7 separate regions of the Mus musculus genome follow, and all the other regions are linked to region 5. Evidence: chromatin contacts called from public HiCAR-type, HiChIP or PLAC-seq and promoter capture Hi-C data. All regions are on one chromosome and are shown on one strand. The core of a region is the stretch at or near the end of the contact, and the rest is flanking DNA. Distances in the headings are between cores, read along the strand shown. Region 1 overlaps Ctso (cathepsin O). Region 2 holds the start of Map9 (microtubule-associated protein 9). Region 3 holds the start of Gask1b (golgi associated kinase 1B). Region 4 holds the start of Tmem144 (transmembrane protein 144). Region 5 holds the start of Glrb (glycine receptor, beta subunit). Region 6 holds the start of Gucy1b1 (guanylate cyclase 1, soluble, beta 1). Region 7 holds the start of Ctso (cathepsin O).

The links. Promoter capture Hi-C pulls out the DNA fragments that hold promoters and counts their contacts. HiCAR-type assays count read pairs that join an accessible place to other places. HiChIP or PLAC-seq counts read pairs in DNA pulled down with a chosen protein or histone mark.
Region 1: a contact with region 5 is called in a promoter capture Hi-C map of second pharyngeal arch cranial neural crest. The contact joins the enhancer-like site here to the promoter of Glrb in region 5. A contact is called at or near these places in 9 of 39 promoter capture datasets (the C10 cell line, cranial neural crest, embryonic stem cells and 4 more), 1 of 115 datasets of contacts at active chromatin or transcription factors (stem cell-derived neural progenitor cells) and 1 of 9 other capture datasets (macrophages).
Region 2: a promoter capture Hi-C map of hippocampal neurons shows a contact between it and region 5, with 4 times the contacts expected there. The contact joins the promoter of Map9 here to the promoter of Glrb in region 5. A contact is called at or near these places in 4 of 39 promoter capture datasets (embryonic stem cells, frontonasal cranial neural crest, hippocampal neurons and 1 more) and 1 of 115 datasets of contacts at active chromatin or transcription factors (astrocytes).
Region 3: an H3K27ac HiChIP or PLAC-seq map of SST interneurons shows a contact between it and region 5, with 7 times the contacts expected there. The contact joins the promoter of Gask1b here to the promoter of Glrb in region 5. A contact is called at or near these places in 4 of 39 promoter capture datasets (the C10 cell line, cranial neural crest, embryonic stem cells and 1 more) and 1 of 115 datasets of contacts at active chromatin or transcription factors (SST interneurons).
Region 4: a contact with region 5 is called in a promoter capture Hi-C map of second pharyngeal arch cranial neural crest, with 6 times the contacts expected there. The contact joins the promoter of Tmem144 here to the promoter of Glrb in region 5. A contact is called at or near these places in 18 of 39 promoter capture datasets (the 3T3-L1 cell line, 3T3-L1-derived adipocytes, the C10 cell line and 11 more) and 1 of 115 datasets of contacts at active chromatin or transcription factors (pancreatic cancer cells).
Region 6: a promoter capture Hi-C map of hippocampal neurons shows a contact between it and region 5, with 2.2 times the contacts expected there. The contact joins the promoter of Gucy1b1 here to the promoter of Glrb in region 5. A contact is called at or near these places in 2 of 39 promoter capture datasets (hippocampal neurons and pre-B cells) and 1 of 9 other capture datasets (macrophages).
Region 7: a HiCAR-type map of astrocytes shows a contact between it and region 5, with 7 times the contacts expected there. The contact joins the promoter of Ctso here to the promoter of Glrb in region 5. A contact is called at or near these places in 10 of 39 promoter capture datasets (cranial neural crest, embryonic stem cells, frontonasal cranial neural crest and 5 more), 1 of 484 Hi-C or Micro-C datasets (cerebral cortex), 5 of 115 datasets of contacts at active chromatin or transcription factors (VIP interneurons, astrocytes, neural progenitor cells and 2 more) and 2 of 9 other capture datasets (adipose tissue and macrophages).

The regions. Positions count from the first base shown.
Region 1 is chr3:81,951,828-81,954,557 of GRCm38.p6, forward strand. It overlaps Ctso (cathepsin O), which reads left to right. Exons shown (of 8, transcript NM_177662.3): 7 at 372-464; 8 at 2,399-2,730. The coding sequence ends at 2,433. Among named protein-coding and RNA genes, the nearest start is that of Ctso, 21 kb to the left of the region's middle. Within about 2 kb of position 1,479, at least 2 of the 459 cell types and tissues checked have an H3K27ac peak or open chromatin away from gene starts, as enhancers often do. A contact at or near this core is called in second pharyngeal arch cranial neural crest, where this site is marked.
Region 2 is chr3:82,356,755-82,359,454 of GRCm38.p6, forward strand. Map9 (microtubule-associated protein 9) reads left to right here and starts at 1,318. Exons shown (of 14, transcript NM_001081230.1): 1 at 1,318-1,501; 2 at 2,221-2,370. The coding sequence starts at 2,296.
Region 3 is chr3:79,884,464-79,887,271 of GRCm38.p6, forward strand. It overlaps Gask1b (golgi associated kinase 1B), which reads left to right and starts at 1,467. Exons shown (of 4, transcript NM_133187.3): 1 at 1,467-2,667. The coding sequence starts at 1,764. Gm36569 (a long non-coding RNA gene) reads right to left here and starts at 2,343. Exons shown (of 3, transcript XR_375740.1): 1 at 1,633-2,343.
Region 4 is chr3:79,841,514-79,844,214 of GRCm38.p6, forward strand. It overlaps Tmem144 (transmembrane protein 144), which reads right to left and starts at 1,396. Exons shown (of 12, transcript NM_001379543.1): 1 at 1,258-1,396.
Region 5 is chr3:80,912,297-80,914,996 of GRCm38.p6, forward strand. Glrb (glycine receptor, beta subunit) reads right to left here and starts at 1,364. Exons shown (of 10, transcript NM_010298.6): 1 at 1,221-1,364.
Region 6 is chr3:82,073,256-82,076,127 of GRCm38.p6, forward strand. It overlaps Gucy1b1 (guanylate cyclase 1, soluble, beta 1), which reads right to left and starts at 1,456. Exons shown (of 14, transcript NM_017469.4): 1 at 1,317-1,456; 2 at 743-816. The coding sequence starts at 1,319.
Region 7 is chr3:81,931,240-81,934,083 of GRCm38.p6, forward strand. Ctso (cathepsin O) reads left to right here and starts at 1,362. Exons shown (of 8, transcript NM_177662.3): 1 at 1,362-1,536. The coding sequence starts at 1,426.

The DNA of each region.
Region 1 (2,730 bases), core at 229-2,728, 1.0 Mb after region 5:
TTATTCACATAAAGTGAATGTTTCATCTGTGATATTTAGAGTAAGTGTTGGCAGGAGTGAAAAACCTGATAGTTTATCAAATGTATTTAACACTCCACCTGCTAATTCCATGGGAACGAATTTGCCTTGGCCTATTTGCTTCTGTAATAACAGAGTCTGCCATATAGGATGACAGAATAAACAGTTCAAGTTTATGGAGCTGCCTGCAGAAAATAATTTGCAGAAAGTCAATGCACTTTATCACTGTATATTTATAGTATGCTTCTCTTGCAGCAATTACATTGATGGCATATTCAATTTAAATATGGAAATGTATTTGCTCCTAATCAATATGGGTTTATCAGTGTATCTGAGCATCTTAACCTTTGTAGGAAATACACCATATTGGATGGTGCGAAACTCCTGGGGATCCTCCTGGGGAGTAGAAGGCTATGCCCACGTGAAAATGGGAGGTAATGTTTGTGGTAAGTCATAAATTTGTGTTGAAAACTCAGGTTAAATATGAAGGGCTTTTTGAAAATATGATCATGACAGACTTGAGTGCTTCCTATGGGCTCAGTGCCCTTTTGTGGTGTTAATCTCTTTTGTGGTTGCTTATCCTGTTAATGAGAAATGAAGTGTTTCATAATACACTATTAAACACACATACAAAATGAAAAATATATTATATGTGTTTGTGTGTGTTAAAACACAAAATAAAACAATAATTTAACAAAACAACTACTTAAAAATAAACAGATTATATACTCCATCTAGGTTATTAAACTTCCCCAGAACATGCCCCTGCTCCGGTTTGACTTTTTACAACGTATGACTTGCCCTAATTGTTCAAGATGGCTAAGAGTAGCTGAGGCTATAGGTCGGTGTGAGGCCATTTGAGTAACATGCTCAAGGCCCTGGAGTTGATCTTCGATGTTGCAAAAGCAAGGGAAGCATGGAAAGAAAAAAATCAGGAATCAAGTTTTCTTTGTGTTAAAGTACGAAAATCTGTACAGCACACTTATTTTTGCTTAATTTGGACCTTGTCACCTGGAAAAGGCTTACAAAATGCCCATAGAAACCGCAAGACTTACCAAATAGGCAGATGCCTGTATAGTGTATAACAAACCTAACAAAAAAGCAAACAGAAAGAGGTGGTTCGGGGTTCTACCACTGATGCTGAAACCTGTATTCAGAACTGTAGTGTAAGATTGGGTCTGGAAAACCATCAAATTTTCTAAATCCTCGAGTTAAACTGAATTGCATGGAGAAACACTCATTTCTCGTTTTAATGATTTCTAACGATGTGGCCCACAAATCTTCACAACTTGCAGGCCCTTTATCCCTCTGAGACAGATAAAAGAGTTACAGCAAAATTTAAGAGTAGGTATTTTTGCTGCAATCTAGTGATCGCTGTTCACTTACCCCAGGGCATAGAGGCGATGAAAATTAGTAATTAACCTGTCCTACTAGACAGCCAAATGGATTCCATACTGGAAATAGCCAACTTCTCAGAGCAGAGGCCCCTGCTGCTCCATCATCCTCATGGCTGCTTTTGTGCCCTAGGAGCTCACAGCTGAGATTCAGCTGCCCAGGAGCCTCTGCTGCTGATTCACATAGCTTCTTAACGCAGCAGGGAGCTGTGTCTAGTTTGCTCTAAAAGTTGACTGTGTAGAAAGCTCTGCCAGGACTGTGGGTCTGGTGAGTCCAGTGCACACAGTGAAGATGTGGTTCACAACTGCCTTCACGGCTCTGCTTTTTCTCGCCTCCCAGATGTCTTCTTCCCTTTACCTGCTTCCACGGTCTGTGTCTCCAGAGGCCTCCTGGTTACTGATTGCCCTGGGATACAAATGCCTACCAACCTTATTTCCTGAACATTGTATACCCAGTGCCACCCACAGTATTACAATGAACAGGAACAAAAGGCAGAGACTATTCCATAATCCAAGCAAATTAAAAAATATTGGTCATTAAAATGAAATTTAGTTTTCAAATGGGCTCTTAACGCTCTTACTGTGATGGCTAGTTCTATATTCTGATGCACTAAGAAAGCTTATAAACACTTATGTTGTATTAAATCATAGTGAACTTCAAATCTAAGAGCTTACATTTTTAAACATTTTAAAATAAATTCCATAAGATATTTTAGGTATAAATATCCCTTAGGAAATACATATCATGGAAGAGTAGATCTAATATATGTTCGTGTATTATGGCTTGATTTTTAGAACAAAAATCTTAAGTGTTCTTCTATTGTTTGCCTTTAGTGTTGCCTTTCTTATACTGGCAGCTAAGCATAACTACTAATTTGGTAGTGGAAACTAACATATTTCAACATAAGTGAAAATTCAAATTGTCAAGCAAATTGTGCAGAGGAAATTTCTCTTAAAATTTTATCCTTCCTTACCTTTTGTACTAGGCATTGCAGACTCTGTAGCTGCTGTCTTTGTGTGATCATGAATTGTTTTGGATTCACCATGAGACAACTACGAAAATGATGCACTTCATAGTGTGATCCAACATCATACTCAACTCTAAGCATTATGCACCTTCAAGTTCCAACAATTTGTCTACAGAGAGGTTCTAAGAGCAAACTGGCATTTTGTAAAGCAACCTAGGACATTCTATTTTTTGCAAAGACATGGACAGCCAAACTTCATAGGAAATCCCCAGGACGTTGACTGATCAACGGACTCTGTGGGATAGTGTGCACCTCTGAGAGTTTGGTGGGATCAGAAGTCACATAGTATT
Region 2 (2,700 bases), core at 68-2,567, 1.4 Mb after region 5:
ATTGGTAGCTGGGAACTCAGTGTTCTCTATCATTGATGTTGTTGTAAGTTTATTTTTGTAAGTCATGCCTACATTAAAGTTATATCAGTTAAATGAATACCAAATGAATAGAGCCCTTACACATTATCTAAAAATTAGTTCTTCCCATTTGGGTACCCGCCGTGGGTACAGGGCCTTTATCAGAATCATAGATGTTAATAAAATGTAGGATAGAAAAGCTAACAGTAACTGGTGAAAATAGAAAATCTTTTCCTTATGCAGATATTCACTTAAAAATAGTTAAAAACAACATAATTAGCCAAAACAAATTTACCAACCAAGAACAAGTTGAAAAACTTAAACTAGGCTTTTTAAAGGAGTTATTGCAAATATTACTTAGAAACCTTTTTCTCACTGAACTTCATATTTGTTTTTGTGTATTTAAAGATCTATTTGTCAGGGTTATTTTTTAAAAGAAACATTGTGGAGATACAGAAACAAGTTTAGTCACTTGTTAATGAATTGATTTCGACATACCTTTTTCAAGTTAAAAATAGATGAAGTCTGTGTAACTTTAAAAGTTTAAGTGTTTTGTGTATTAATAAATTATTAAATGGCAAAGATAGTGATACTGTCAGCAGTACTTTTTCCAGCCTTCTCCCCTGTGTTTTATTTGCTGACTTCTTTTTAACCAGATTATCTACTAAATATAGAAAGGGTAAACTTTTCACCAAAGATGTAAAACAGGCTCTGGGCTGTGTGTGCTTATGGGATACTTTAGCACACACACCCCTACCCCTACTCTCTGCCTCCTCCTCCTCCGCCCCCCCCCCCCCAACTGCATTACTTACAAGAAACGCTCCTATGTAATATTAACTGAATGCGATTCTAAACATTTCCCAATATTTCGCTATATATTGTATTCGGTATTCACTGCAATCCTTTAAGGAGACAGTCTTATTAGTTTCTTATCAAATCATAGAGATCTTATTTTGCATATTCCAAGAATCAAACGTGCAGTTTAACTCCGACGATTGCAAACGTCACTACTACGTCGTTCTGTTGAGTCCGCTGACACTGCACTGACTCACGCATTCCACGTTCTAACTAGCAAAAGGAAGCTTTGCATCGTGGTCACGCAATACCTGCCTATAAACAAGGACTCTGAGCAGGGGCAATCAAGGTTCCTTGTGGCGTGATGGCAGAGGGCCGGTCTTGTTTCCTAGGTAACAGCCATTGCACACAAGCTGATAGGGCACCGCGCTCCCAACACCTCCACCAGTGATGTCACTTCCTTGGTCTGTGCGGTTGTCCCAGCGACGCCGGCGGAAAGGCGGTGTTGGGTACCCAAGAGACCAGGCGGTTGGAAGTCACTTCCTCCCGGGGACGCTGTTGCCTAGCAACCGCCTTCTGCCTCCATCTTTTGCCCCGCCTCCAGGTTATTCCAATACCTGGTTTCCCAGACCGCGAGGCCCGGGCCGGGGGCGACACCTGTGCTAGAGCATAGCCGCTGGGTTCTCAGGTGGTCACAGGGGCCCGGGTGCACGGGGAGCGGGGTGGATGCAGGAGGCGCGGGCCGTGGTACGTGGAGGAACGGAGGGGACCGTGCTGGGTGTGCGGGGCCCTGGCGCGTGCTGGGCCGGGAGCCGCGCGGAGCTGGGATGCGGACGCCGCCTGGCCAGCCCGGGGAGCTCTGGGCGGTGGCCGGCGATCCAAATGGGCCTCCGACGTCGCGCGCTGGAAGCCTGATGTGCTGCAACTTAGTGTGGAGATGTGTGTGTAACAGCAAACGAATGGTTTGGGAAAATGTCGCTGCTGCTTGTGGTTAAGCATCGTTTTGAATACTGTTATGTGCAAGCCATTTCCGGGGCTGGGAACCTTGACAGTCCTCTTGGTTGCAGCTTGAACTAAGTCGTGGTGGCGTCCGCAATGCTGTGTGTTTTTAATAATGGAAAGTGAAATTGTTTGGCAACATTTTGTTATTATGTAGTTCATTCATCCTTCTAGTGGATGTAGAACAGTAATAACTTCCTCATGGATTTTCTTTTCGTGAAAACCAATTTGTTGTGAAATTTTTATGTACTTAACATAAAACGCTCTTAACGTTTTTAGGTGAATATATTGTACAATGATTAGAGCGATTTCTCTTTGGAGCGGGGTTGTGGGGCACTAATCCCAGGAACAGTGTCTTGATCATGTAAAAACGTCTAATTCTTTAAAATATTTATATGTATATTTCAGCCACCATCAGAGGTTGAATGAATTATTTCAGTAATTTATTAACTGTTGTATAAAAGCAGAGAAAAAGGACACACCATGTCCGATGAAATCTTCAGCACAACTTTGGCGTACACCAAGAGTCCAAAGGCTACCAAGAGAACTTCCTTTCAGGTAAAACGCTGCAAAGCATTTGGTTTTGATTATGCTGCTGCCTAGCCCTTGCTGGTTCTCACAAGATCTGGCATGACGTGGGAGGAGTTCTTGCTTCACTGTTAGTGTGTTGTAGGTCATCTGTCAACTTTGGGCTCCAGTATTGAAACACCCCTCTCTGTAGGATCCTGTCTTCAATATTTGGTTTCTAAGTTGCAAGCCAAAGAGCGACTTCAGAGCTTGGCTCTCTTTAGATTTTGGTTTTCTGTCGTAAGCGTCACAAGGTCTGACTGTGCCAATGCTGCATCCAACTCTTGTTCCCGTGTTTATCACATTATGCCCATCTCTGTA
Region 3 (2,808 bases), core at 217-2,716, 1.0 Mb before region 5:
TCCAATCAGAAGGGGTCCAGGCTGCCTTCTGAGGGCTGTTGCTGTGTTCATTTGCATGCTGCAAGAACCTTCTCATCTCCCTACACCCCACTCTTATCTCACGCTTCCGTTTCTCTACTCATTTCCAGTGACCCCCTTCTTAGCTTTGTCTACCTTTCCTGGCCGTTTTACCCCCATCGAGAACTGGTGGGAGACAAGAGTTAGTCTGCAAACAGCCCAGATGTAAGGTAAGTTGCAGGCCCTGGACTCTGGCGTCCAGTTTCCCCTTCCCAACTCCGTGGGGTCAGGCAGGGGTCAGTGGGCACTCCTCATTTTTCTAAGGTATTTATTTGGCAACAGGGTCTCCGCCAACTCCAGCAAAACACTTCAGATCACTTCAGCTTCCCAAGGCTGCCATTTCTGTGTCGCTTAGCAAATGAGACACTAGGGGGCTCCCAGGGGCTGAAAGGAGCAGAAAGTTGTTTGAATGAAAACTGGGTCTGAGCTGTGTTTGGAGAAATTCAAAATTAAATTTTATTTTTTATTTTTTTAGTCATCTTTAAAAAGAACCTCACGTGTCTGAAAACGGCGCAGCAGCCAGTTTACAAATCATTTTGCTCCGCTGTTAGAAGGCGGCAGCTTTTAAGGCTGAGCCGAGATGTTTGAAAGGTGGAACACCCTTGGCCATGAAATATGTTCTCCTTACGTGCCTCAGCCTTTCAAAGTTCTGTGCATTAGAGTCAGGAATTCCATTCTTCCTGGAGCTAAGCGTGGGGCCAGCTGTGTAAGTAAAGTTTTGTTTTTCTTCTTAAACAACTTTTTCCCTCTATTTAAAAATGTGAAGAAAAAGGCAAAAAAAACAACAACAAAAAAAAAAACAACAAAAAAAAACCCACCAAAAAACCTAGATATTCTTTTCTTTCATTTTTGCTCTCTTTAGTGGAAAGAAAAGGAATAAAAAGTTGTGTGTGTGTGTGTGTGTGTGTGTGTGTGTGTGTGTGAGAGAGAGAGAGAGAGAGAGAGAGAGAGAGAGAGAGAGAGAGAGAACTCACCCTTTTCAAGCTATATAAACATCAAGGGGTAGTTAAATAACAATTTTAGATATGGAATATATTGTGAAAACAATGTGGAACATTAGTTAAGAGAATATGTTTAAATATGAACTCACTACTTGATATTTTTGTAATATATATCTTACAAAAGTTAGGGTGTCTATAAAAATCTTAAAAAGTATTTATTTCTTTTCTTATTTCTGAATCACAAAAAGGGGGTCTGCAGGGGATCCTGGTTGATGACTTTTAAGAGTTTTGCTTCTCAGATGTAGTGGCTTTAACTGTGAGCTAGCAAACGCTCTTTGCAGCTTGTCTTCATTACTTTAAAGTAAAATCAGACTCACACACCTATCTTGCTTCCGCATTTTAAACTTTACACCAAACTTGGTAGAATTTGTGGAAGGAAAGGGTTACTCGCCTCTTTCCTCTTGTAGAGGAACTGAAATGGGTTGAGTTAGTGATTCAGTCAACTCTTGTTTCCATTCATTCCCAGAGTCAGCCCTCCTTTCTCCTGGGAAAGGCTGATAGGAGTTTAAAAGGCTTGCGGTGGCCAGTTCACAAAGCGTTCCCAGAACCCGCAGCAGCGACCCTTCTCTTTTACCTCTCTGCCTGTTGGAGACCACTTAGATAGCGAAGCGGACTGGACGGCTGGATTCAGGAAGCCATGAATCATGTCACCCGGAGCCAGCTGCAGACTTTAAACTCAGTTCAGCATGTGGAAGCGGCAGAGAAATGACCTGTCCAGACAAGCCGGGGCAGCTCGTAAACTGGTTTGTCTGCTCTCTGTGCGCCCCACGAGTGTGTAAACTTTGGAGTAGTCGGCGTCCCAGGACCAGACGGAACCTCCTGCTGGGCACTGCCTGTGCCATCTACCTGGGCTTTCTGGTGAGCCAGGTGGGCAGAGGTTCCTTTCAGCATGGGCAGGCGACTGACAGGGGACCACCCAACGGTCACGACATCTTCAAGGTACCCTTCTCTGAGATTCCCCTGGATGGTACCCTGGCCCCTCCAGAGTTGCAGGGCAATGGAAGCACTTTGCAGCCCAACGTGGTGTACATTACTCTACGCTCCAAGCGCAGCAAGCCTGCGAATATCCGTGGCACGGTGAAACCCAAGCGCAGGAAGAAGTATGCGGTGGCATCTGCAGCCCCTGATCAGGAGGTGCTGGTTAGACCATCCCTTATACAGCAGGAAGCTGCACGGGCAGCAGATGCTGAAGTACCTGGCTATGTTCAGGGTTACCTAACCAAGGTTGGTGAACGACCCTGGAGGGTGCTGCGTGGTCCTGGAGTCAGAACTAGAGGTTCAAACTTGCAGCAGCCTAGGGCCCGAGAGAGCAACATTAGGATTTATAGCGAGAGCGCCCCCTCATGGCTGAGCAAAGAAGACATCCGCAGAATGCGCCTCCTGGCTGATAGTGAGGTGGCTAGCATCCTACCTATCTCTAAGAGTGGTACCCGCTTGCTGGTGTTGGAAGGGAGCACCTCAGGCTCTGTGCCTGGCTGCGGGCCTAGCCCCTGTGGGCTTCTCAAGCAGCCGCTGGACATGAGTGAAGTGTTCGCCTTCCACCTGGACAGGATCCTGGGTCTCAACAGGACCCTGCCATCTGTGAGCAGGAAATTAGAGTTCATCCAAGGTAACAGATTCACTTGCTTCTTATTTGCAGCTGCTGGGGATTTGGGATCGTTTTCTCCTTTCCCCCACTCTCTCTGAATTATTTTCCCCACCCATGTTTCCCATTTGGACAGCAGCAGCAGCAGTAGCGTCATTTTTCCAT
Region 4 (2,701 bases), core at 146-2,645, 1.1 Mb before region 5:
AGCAAGTGCATGGCTAAGAGGACAGTGCCTAACCATTTAATGAGGTAGATTATTTTACAGAAAAGAAGGCTCCACTAAGGGGTATTGATGGGCAGCCACAGGTTTCAGCCTGAATTGGATGAATAATTAGTAGTGCTAATTAGAGCGCATGACCTCATTTGACTGCTGAATCAACTCCAGTCAGTTATTGCCTTAGATAAACGATGTTCGTTTACAGCACACGGCTCCAGAGCATTTCCAAAAGCACATGATCTAATTCCCTGTGAACCAACAATCCCAGACTGCCATAAGGAAGAGTCCATCTCGCGTTAAATCAGTGACATTTCTGTGGTAAAGAGAAGCATCATTACTTTACTGAACATGTATCCCCAACCCTTTTTTCGCACAAACCTAGCCCCAAATTATTCCTCTAAAAATCTTATTTTCAGTCTAGGTTGGTAGCAAGCTAACTTCCGGCACTCAGAAGGCAGAAGCAGGAAGATCTTTGAGATCATCGCCTGCTTGGTTTACATAGCTAGTTCCAGACCATCCAGGACAACACTAGTGTGACCCTGTCTTTAAAAAAGCAAGCAAGCAAACAAAATCCATTATTATTATTATTATTATTATTATTATTATATTTTTTAATAATACGGCATGCTCGGCAAACGCTCTGCTCAGCTATACCCGAACCCCGTTTTTACTTTGTTTGATTTGAGACAGTCTCGCCAAGCTTTTCTAGGCAGACTTTAAACTCGCTTCAGAGCTCAGTCAAGCTTTAAACTTGTGCTAGATCCCTCCCATTCATTTAAAATTTTTTCAAGTTTTAGTTAGACAATAGGACCATAAATATCACGTGGGTCAGGTAGCACGTGACCTGCCCACACGCGTTTACCTTAGACAGATTACCAACCAGGCAGCAGCTATCGAAATAGTTCGTATTTCTCCAAGGTAAAAGCTTTCAACATTCCGTGGAAAAGTCTCAAGTCCAAGGATTCTAAGGTTTACGTGTTAAGTATCCACTTAATATTTTATTAAGCTACATTCATTCTTTCTAAAAAATTTACTACTTTCGTTTCATTACTGGTATATCTGCTTTTTCTCCCGACTACTTTAAAGTTTTAAGCAGCTCCTCCCCTGCGTTTAAGATAGTGCCGGCGCTCGATCAATGCCGCCTGCTCTAGTTTAAAGATTTCATTTCTGGTTTCCTTTAATTTCCTCCAATCTGAGTGCAGCTTCGCCTGTCTCTGGGCTGACGTCACGAGTGCTGGCACTTACTTGCTCTGCGAGTTTTCCCGAGGAGCTGAAGGTTGCAGGGCGGCTCTCAGACCCAGGGGCACCTTAGACTCAGGTGACCTGGTGGGGTCTCACTGCGCTGACTCTTCCCTGGACGCGTGCGGACTTCCTGCCGGAATCTGAAGGGAGACCGGAGTCCCTCCCAGGCGGAGGCTCAGGACACCCTCCCAGCGGAGGGCTGGAGCTCAGTCAGGTGACTAAGGAGTCCTCAGGCCCTCTGTCAGTCAGCGAGTTAACTAGAGAGTGTCGTGCCCCCCCCCCCCCCCCCCCTTTAAAGAAGAGCTCGTTCAGTGAGTAGCAAGTCACCTTCTGCTAAACACCACACCTTTAATTGTGCAGTTTGTGGATGAGACAAAGCCGGAGCTACCTCACACAGTTACAAAATAAATGCTCATTCCATCCCGGTTTGCCTTTGTTGTTAGGCAATCTCTCCTAATTTGCACTCCCAACTCTCATTCCCCCTTTTTAAAGTTGAGACAGCTTATTCCGAAGTTGCCTAGACTGGCTTAACGCTCACTCCACAGCCCAAGTAGACTCTGTGATCCTCCTGCCTCAGCCTCCCATGTAGCTGGAATCATGAGCTTAGACAAATGTAAACAATTAATGTGTGCTACTGTAATGTGAACTAAATGCCTTTGTGGCTTGCTGGCACATTTCAGTAGACAAGGGAGGTGGCTTTATACAAATCCATACACTGGAGTTGCGGAAAATAAAGCTTGGCCCGGGAGGTAATTTCTTTGAAAATAGCTTCCAGGAAGCTTTCCTGTGAAACCAGGCTGTGCATCACGTTCCAGAGCAGTAGCTGTATCCCACCCCACCTAAAGAGCTGTAAGAATCAAGAGCAATGGACAGGAGTGCAGGCTTCGGACATCCGATTGAGATTCAGAGGTAAAAGCAACCACTAGCATATGATGTAGATTTACCTGCCTCTTCTGTAGCTGAAAACCACGTGTGTGTGTGTGTGTGTGTGTGACTGTGTGCGTGCGCGTGTGTGTGTATGTGTGCGCGCACGTCCATATGTGTGTCTGTGTGTGCGCTCGTGTGTGTGTGTGTGTGTGTGTGTGTGTGTGTTTGTGTGTGTGTGTGTTCATCTCTCTCTGTCTCCCTCTCTCCCTCTCTCCCTCTCTCTCTCTCTCTCTCTCTCTCTCTCTCTCTCTCTCTGTGCATGTGTTCGTGTGAGTGTGTGTGTGTGACTGTGTGCGTGTGTGTGTGCGTGCATGTGTGTGTATGTGTGCGCGCGCGTCCATATGTGTCTGTGTGCGCGCTCTTGTGTGTGTGTGTGTGTGTGTGTGTGTGTGTGTGTGTGTGTGTGACAGACCTCTCCTAGACAGCAAGGCTGTCTCTCTAGGCCGGATACTAGCACAGCAGAAGACACAGATGTGAACTTCAAGAAGAGGAAGTGCTAGGTCCTGGCCTAGTCTGAGTT
Region 5 (2,700 bases), core at 114-2,613:
CTCAGTTCAAGTAAAGATATAGAGAAAACCAGGTTCTAGTAACAGACAATTGGAGATTGTACAATTTCCAAATCTGGGATTATATGAAATTAAAATTTGGCATTAAGTTGGAGAGTATTTCAAAATAGGTTCATACCTGTAAGGATACTTAACCCACTGTTAAAATGGTTCACTCTAGCTAGAACACTTGATGTCAAATTTTAAAATGTAGGTTGTATGGATTTCTATGCTTTTTTTTTTTTTTCAAAAAAAAATCACTAACGGACTTAATTCAAAGGAAAGCAACAAACAGAAAGGTAAAGGAAGACTGGCATGAAACACTCTAAACTCACTGCTTGTAAAATATCATTAAATTTGCATGCTACTTTGTACCCTAAAAATGCCATGCAGTAAGTTGACTTGTTAGTTTTCCCATTCGTGTGGGAACTCTTGTACCAGTCATCTTCAAAAGATAGTTCTGAGTAATAGTAAAGAAACAAAACTGGAAGTGTGCTTCAGATAATGTTCCTACCTACAAATTAACATCACTGCCTATGCCCAGAAGAGAATATCCTTGCCAAAGTACAATAAACAATACAGCAAACCCTCAAGCATTTACTAACAGCAGAATAGCTAAAAACAAACAACAACAAAAAACAAAACAAAACATCAACAACAAAAAAACCCTCTTCTGTGTGCTTTGTTTTCAGATCATAAAATTGTTTTCTGCAAACTGAGACCTAAACGCCCAATTCCCATCCCACTCTGTTATCTGGAGCACCAGTGTCCTGTATTTACCCGCCCCCTCTTCTCAGGTTCACCCCATATTTATCCTATACACCCCCAAAGCAGGCCCAAAGGGCATGTCACTAGGTCCTTCACCCGCAGCCACCTCTACCACTCTGGGATGAGAGTCCCAGTACTGCAATAGGTCTGTCCCCACTTGGCTCACAGCCCCTTATCCTCCTGGAGCGATGCTAGCTGCTACAGCCGGGCTCCCGCGCGACCCTTGTCCGCAAGGCTCTGTGGCTTTCCAGAACGGCCGGCCGCTGCAGGGCCAGGTGAGCCTCCCCACAGCACCCCAGGGCCCTCGGCGCCTCTGGTCCCCAAACCCCGGCCCCGGCCCCCGCGGGCATCGGACACTGCGTCTTGCACCGAGCCCGCCTCGGGCCCCAGCTCGGCCCCGCCGCAGTGCGCAGACCCGAAGCCCGCGCCGCAGGGAGCTCGCCGCCAGGCCTTACCGCACGCGCCCCTCAGCCCTCCGCCGAGGTGACGGCGGCGCAGGTGGCGGGCGCAGAGGCAGCTGCGACCAGCGAGTCCCGCCGCCGCCCGCGCCACCGCCGCCACCGCCGCCGCCGCCGAGTTTGACGCGCCTGCTCCGCCCCTGAGCGTGCGCCGTGGCGCGCCGCGGACAACTGCGGGGACCGCGGGCGGCGGAGGTCGCCACCGAGAGGGACGAGACGCTGCACGGTGGTGGTGGGGACGGGGATAAGGGAGGGAGAAGGGACCTTAGGGCTCTTTGGAGGGCATCATCGCAGGACCCCAGCGGGAGACTGTTAGAAAAGGAGCTAAAATAAAGGAGCAGGGCTCAAGAGGAGGTTTGTGGCACTAACTACATGATGTGGGACAGCAGTTGGCCTTCCTGAACCAAAGTGGACGAGATTCCTGTGGTTTCATCATCTTCTCTTTCTGCCTTCTATCTTAATGTCGGAATGATAATTCCAATTTCTGAAGTCTGATCTTTCTACTCAGGCTTCATGTGGTCAGAATCATTACAGTAGTATAGCATACATAGTGCAAGGAATGCTGCTCCTAACATTGGTTGCACAGTTGACATTGAGCACAACAGGGTCCCTTCATAGTGTCGCCACTGACCCTCAGTGTGTCTAGACAACTGTACATCCTTCTCAATTTTATAGACGGTGAAATTGAAATTCATGCCATTAAGAGATTCAATCACCTGGAGTTTACAGATCTTAAAAGAGATTTAGCAGTGATTTTGCATGGCAGTGCCAGTTAGTTTTTGCCTTTTGGTACTAAACTACTCTAGCTTTCATTTCCATAGTTAAGAAACAACTTCTTTTAAACTTAAGCACCCTACCCATTCCTTTAAGACCCCACAGGAGTTCATTCCCTCTCTTCATACAATTTCCCTTTCTGTGGGAAAATTGATGCCCCTTGCTTCTGTCGAATAAACGCAGTTTTGTTTGCTGAGGTCAGACTGTATCTCGGAATCCCATCTGCTTTCCTCAAGCTACTGCTGGAATATTATTATGCCCGTGCCTCCATGCCCACCTGATAATAACTCTTAAGGGAAGCCTAGCAGATTTGAACCCAAGTGAGCATGGTCCAGCCTTGTATGTAGAAGAGCAGATGTTCCACTAATTCATGTATAGGCCTGTTAAACATGAGAGAGGGGCATTCCCTCCACCCAGACACTGTCTTTCAGCTCCACAAAGCTTTCTGTGTCACAAGGGCAGCAATAACTAGGAAGCAATCCTTATTTCCATTGCTAAGTCACAGCTGCCTTGTTTTAAAGCTTCACTAAATAGAACAGCATGCCTTTTTTAATTATATCAAAACATGACCACACATTTTATTTTATTTTATTTTTATGTTTTGGATTTGTCAATTTGGTATCTCTTTCACATTTTTAAATATTTATTTATTTTTAACTGTCTTCATTAATTAAACTAATAAAATTTATTTTAAAATATACAA
Region 6 (2,872 bases), core at 206-2,705, 1.2 Mb after region 5:
AAAACATAAAGGCCAGACATAAAGTTCAGTGGCATTGTGTTTGCCTGTCAAGGACAAGGTTCTGGCTTCAATCCCCAATAAACCTCCTCCTTAGACCTACAGAAAGCTTAAGAGATGCCTTGGGCCTTAAAATCTCAGATAAGTCTATTTTCTCGTCTTATCTGAGTACCAGACTCAAAGCTCTACAGAAACTAGGATGCCCTGCTAGGGTTGCCAGAAGAAAACACAGCAAAGCAAGGGTGATTTGGGCAAGTTAAAGGGAAAATGTCCCTTTATTACATATCGGTTTCTCATGACTTACTGGAGAAATAATCTTTGAGTGTACTATACCATAACCAAATGATTTAACCATATTACGTGTTCCTGGTGTGCAAATCGCAAAAGAAAGCGAATCTTCTGTTCATTTCCTGCCTCTGATCCTAAGACCTTGCAGAGGCCCAGGAAGCCCCCAGGTCCCCTTGCATGGGAGCTAGCCAACCCTCTGAACCTGGCCTGGGAGTCACAGTGCTCTGCCTGTCTGGGTGTTCCCACGCTCAGTCCGGGTGAAGAGGCCGCAGCGACCCCAAGGGGCTTGATCACGCGGCCACGCCCCGGCCTACCCTCCTCTCCTGGTCCCGGCTTCGGAGCGTGGGAGAGGAGACCGGAGGATGCGCACCACGACCCTGCTGGGAGCAGCCAGGGAAGCGGGCGGGCGCGGGCTCGGTGCCAACGCGCGGCCCTGGGAGCGGGGCTGTTCACTTACTTGATGTCTTCCCACACCTCGGGACCATAATTGCGGATCACCAGCAGCTCCAGGGCATGGTTCACGAAACCGTACTGAAGGGCAGAGAGAGAGACCGTGGTCAAGGACCCGCGCCTTGCAACCCGGTCTTCCACCCGGTGCCTCTGACCTGTCATTCGCCTTCAGGATAAGCTTTCGGGTACCCTATTCTAAAAGGGGGGACTCTGCGGGATCTTTGAATTCTCGTCGTCCCTTTCCCCTCCCCCATCTTCTTACCCCTGCTCACCTGTCACCGTGGTGCAACAGGGGTAGCTCAGGAACCTGAGCCCTGAGCTTCCCACACCACCCTGCCCGTGGAACCCAGAATCCCCAGAAGTTGGAGGCTGGGGTTGAGTGGTGGGGACCCAACCAGACCCAGAGACTCGGAGCACTCCAGCAGATCATATGTCCCCACCTCCCACCAAAAGCGCTGTTCCTCGCGGCCCTCCGCTCTGTGTGCCCTGGGGCTTGTTTCTGCATCTCAGCCAGCTCTCTAGCCAGTCAAGGTCCACCCGCTCAGGTGTGATGTTCCGCTGACCATCCTGACAGCACTCACCATGGTGTCCGCGCCCGGAGCCTAGGAAGCAGCTTCCAGGCAAGAGTACCGCGGAAGGGACCCAGACAGCGACTACAGCGGCGACAGTGCTCCCAGACCAGCACAGAGCTGAAGCTAGGGCATCAGTCTCGGCCAACTCTGATTGCCACCTCTTCTCAGCCAATGACGAGTGGAGCCGCAGGAGGCTGGGCGCTGTTTCTTCCCATATCTTAGCCAATCAGTGACAGAGGAGGGAATTCAGATGGGCTCAGAGCTACTGTGCTCAAACATTTTCCCGCCCCAGTCTGGTGACAAGTCATTTCTTTTGAGGCCTTAAGGCAGATAGAACAGAACCAGCTGTGCTCCTTCCAGCATGGATGGGGTATTGTCATTGTCATCCTCGTACATCTGTTCTAATGTCCTAGAGCTTGGGCGTGTGTGTGTGTGTGTGTGTGTGTGTGTGTGTGTGTGTGTGTGCGCGCGCGCGCGCCCAGTGTTGATTAACATCGTCATGTTTTTTGTAGTTATGCACATAAACATTTCCTCTGTTGCTTTACCTAGCAACAGCTGGCAAACATAGCTAATCCTACAAAATTAACATTTTTACTTTTAGTCAATTAAGTTAATAATCAAGTGCACAAACTAAGATGTTTTGTAATATACAAGAGGTTTAGCAACTGCATTAGACTTTTTGCCATTGAGACAAAATACCTGACATTAACCAGCAGAATTCATGTTTTTGCCTGTGGTTTTTAGAGATCCATCGTTTTTTGTTTTTGTTTTCGCTTTTTTTTTTGTCTCCGTTGCTTTGGGGCGTGTGGAACAGCCCAACTCCATGGTGGCTGAGAGAATGGCCGAGGCTGTTTAGTTCATTACAGAGACACACAGGTGGGCCCAGTAGAGGCTTACAGTTCCCAAGGACACCCACAGTGGTCTACTTACAAACTCCAAAAAGGCTTCCAGAAGTTTCCAAACTGGTATTTCCCAGCTGGGGAATATGCTCTCAAGTACCTTCTCGGAGGATAGATACTTCATGTATCTTCTTGGAGGATAGATACTTCATGTGCAAACATAATTGTGAGCAAAACGTTAAGCCATCTTGTCTGTGAACTTTACAGGACAGGCCATATTACAACCCAGGAGTTAGAATTCCAGAAGTTTTAGATTTGTCTTGTATTTCTGTTTTGTCTGTTTGTCTGTCTGTCCATCAGTCCACCCACCCACCCACCCATCCATCCATCCATCCATCCATCCATCCAAGGGCCCATTACAAATGTGTGAACATTTCATCCCTCTCCAGTATGTCTTTCTCCCTCCCTCCCTCCTTCCCTCCTTCCCTTTCTCCTTCCCTCTTTCTTTCTTTCTTTCTTTCTTTCTTTCTTTCTTTCTTTCTTTCTTTCTTTCTCTCTTCCTTCCTTCCTCCCCCTCTCTCTCTTTCTCTCTTCCTTCCTCTCTCTCTCTCTCTCTCTCTCTCTCTCTCTCTCTCTCTCTCTCTCCTCTTTCTTACTTTCAAGCTGTCCCTTCTGTAAGTATGCACTCATCCATAGTCCCAAAACTCATTGGTTCTCCAAGGTGGA
Region 7 (2,844 bases), core at 112-2,611, 1.0 Mb after region 5:
TTTATGCAGGATAACTGCTGTGATCAAAAGAAAGTTTATTTGGACTAAATTTAATAAGTTTATATCAACAAACATTTACTGATTGAATACCCACTATATGTTGTTGGTGCATAAGAGACTAAAGAAATGAAATTGTCGCTCCCACGAAGCTGGCATTACAGAAAAGTGCTATGGATCAAAAGGCTACAGACTGAACACCAGAGGCAATGGGGGCAGTATTAGAAGAATAGGGTGGAGAGGGGGAGAAGGTTAGGGTTTTAAGTAGGGCAGTCGGGGTAGGTAGGCCTGGGAGTGAAGGAACAAGAAAATAAACACTATGGTTATTCAGATATACGCCAGGTTGGAAGCTAAGAAACAAAAGATGCAGGACATTCCGATTTCTGGGAACCTGGTTACAGTTTGTCCACAAAGGATCTGCTTTTGGACAATAGAGAAGGGGTAAAAAAGAAACACAGAGTAAAGACTCATTCTAAGACAATAATTTGCATTTTGTGTACATAGGCCCTTCTGAGAAGCAGCTGGCTGTCTTCTCCCAAGGGTAACCAGCGATTTGTGATATTTGGTCTCAGATCTTAAATCACTCAGTCTCCTTAAAGGAGAGCTCTGAGGCAGTGTACTGGAAACCTCTTTAGCTGAGATGTGAGTGAGCAGACATATTGACTGGTTTGAACATGTTCCCCTTTTCCTTTTACACTCTGTATACCGGCACCATGGTAAAAGGAAACAAGATTTTTAAAAATTACGTCAGTTAATTATAGCTGGGGATAGAAAGTGAGGTGGATGGATTATGAAGTAAGCTAAGCAAGAAGAAAACAACATAATAAAATAATAAGAAAAATTAAAGCAACCTTAACAGTGAAACAAAGAAAAGCACAGGACGTGCTCAGCATATAATGAAGTGTTTAGGATTACTTAGCTAAATTTCATTACAAACTTCGGAAGCGGGTGCAGCTTTCTACAAGTGGAGAAATGGCCACAAGATATTGTGCAGTTCTGTGCAGCAACAATTTTGTCAAGTATTTATACGCATCCATAGAGAGAAGTGTGTAAATTCGCATACACTATACGTCCCCATACAACCTGCTGAGTTCAATTTACACACACTCAGTGAACACATATTCAATTTAAACAGCAGGAAGTAAAATGAAGGGCTGAATCTCAGACAGCAGGAAACACAATAGTTTGTATCTTCATACTGTTGTGTAAGTCAGGTTTTGCTCTCTTTCTTATTAAGTAAGAGGGAAATCCCAGATGCCCAATAACAGCACAAAAGCTCAATAATAATCCCAAGAAGCACCAAACAAACAAAACAGCTGGGACCCCAGCAGCTTTCTGCTTCTGGGCGTGCACAGGACACAGGCAGTGGGCGGAGCCAAGAAACCGAAAGAGAAAGCGGGCCGGGCACAGTGGACCTCGGGCACCGGGATGAAGCCGCAGTTGGTGAACCTCTTGCTACTGTGTTGCTGCTGTCTCGGCCGCCACGGGGTCGCCGGGACCTGGTCTTGGAGCCACCAGCGGGAGGCCGCCGCCTTGCGGGTACCAAGCTCCCTCCCTCTACTGCCCCGGGGCTCCTAGGGAGGGACCCAAGCTCCAAGCGCGCATTTCCCCAGTAGAACTGCCTCCTAAAAGTTTGATTCCCCAGGGCAAGGATTTCTGTGCTATATCCCAAAGCACCAAAAGATGTCCAAAGCAAAGCTAAGGGGAAGAAGTATCCTGAATCCTAAAGCCTTTCCCACACCAAACCTGTCGCATAGAAAGCCGCCTGCAGGGGGCACTGGCTCTCTCCTCCTATAACTGGAAGTTAATGATTTCTCAGTCCTGGAACTGTCTACCACCATCAAGTTCTCTCTGACTTGGTGGAGACTGATGTAGAACAGGAGACATTTCACTGCCTTAAATTCGGATTTCTTTTTTTAAAGTTTTCATAATAATCCTTCAATTGCTCTCCAACCTTAAAATTCTGAAATGGACAAGTTAGCTGACCACGGATAGATTTTCCCAGTAACCAGGGGAACTGACCGAAATGCAGATTCACAGTTGGCCTCAGTTGCTATACTTAATGCTCTCTGAAAGGTTTTTAAATCTGAAAAAAAAAAAAAGAAAAAGAAAAGAAAAAAGAAAATGCCATCACGATTTTATTAGAGGAGGACTCACCTGTTCGACTCAGTGTCTATCTGAATTCAGGAATGCTGCTCTTAGGCCATTTAACTAGTGTTTACTGATGTTTTCTGAAATTTCCATAGAACCCCATAGCTCTGCCCCGTTCTCCTTGTCCTCTTTGGCCTGAGAAGTTCCAGTATTCATTCAGTCCGGCCTTCTTTGGCTTCAGCTACCCTTGTGTTGTACTCAAATCAAAATGCTGTGCTTTAGTTCTCCTTTTTGTTACTTTTGAGCTCATTTCTTGTTACCAGTCTATTTCTCAGTGTCCTTGGCCTGTGTGTTACTGAGACCTGTCCTTGATTTCCAATAGGGTGAGGTAGTCAGTGTCACAGGTTGTTGATAAGGTGTTTATTGGCCAACTAGTTTTTTTTTTTCTAATCTTGAGTATTGAAAGCTAACAATGTAATGTATAATTTTTTTTCTCCTTACTGAAATAAAGCAAGGTTGCCAAGAAAAGCAACTTAAAGAAAGTGAAAAAGGGTCTACTTTGGCTCACACTTTCAGGGACAGTCTATCATCATGATAGGGATGTCATAGTGACATGTGTGTGGAGCAGACATCCATACTACATCAGCAGCCAGGAAGGGAAAGACATGGATACTGTATCCCAGCTTACTTTCTCATCTTTATTTGGTCCAGAACCCCAGCAGGAGACACAGTGACTCCTAAGCTTACCAAGGGCTT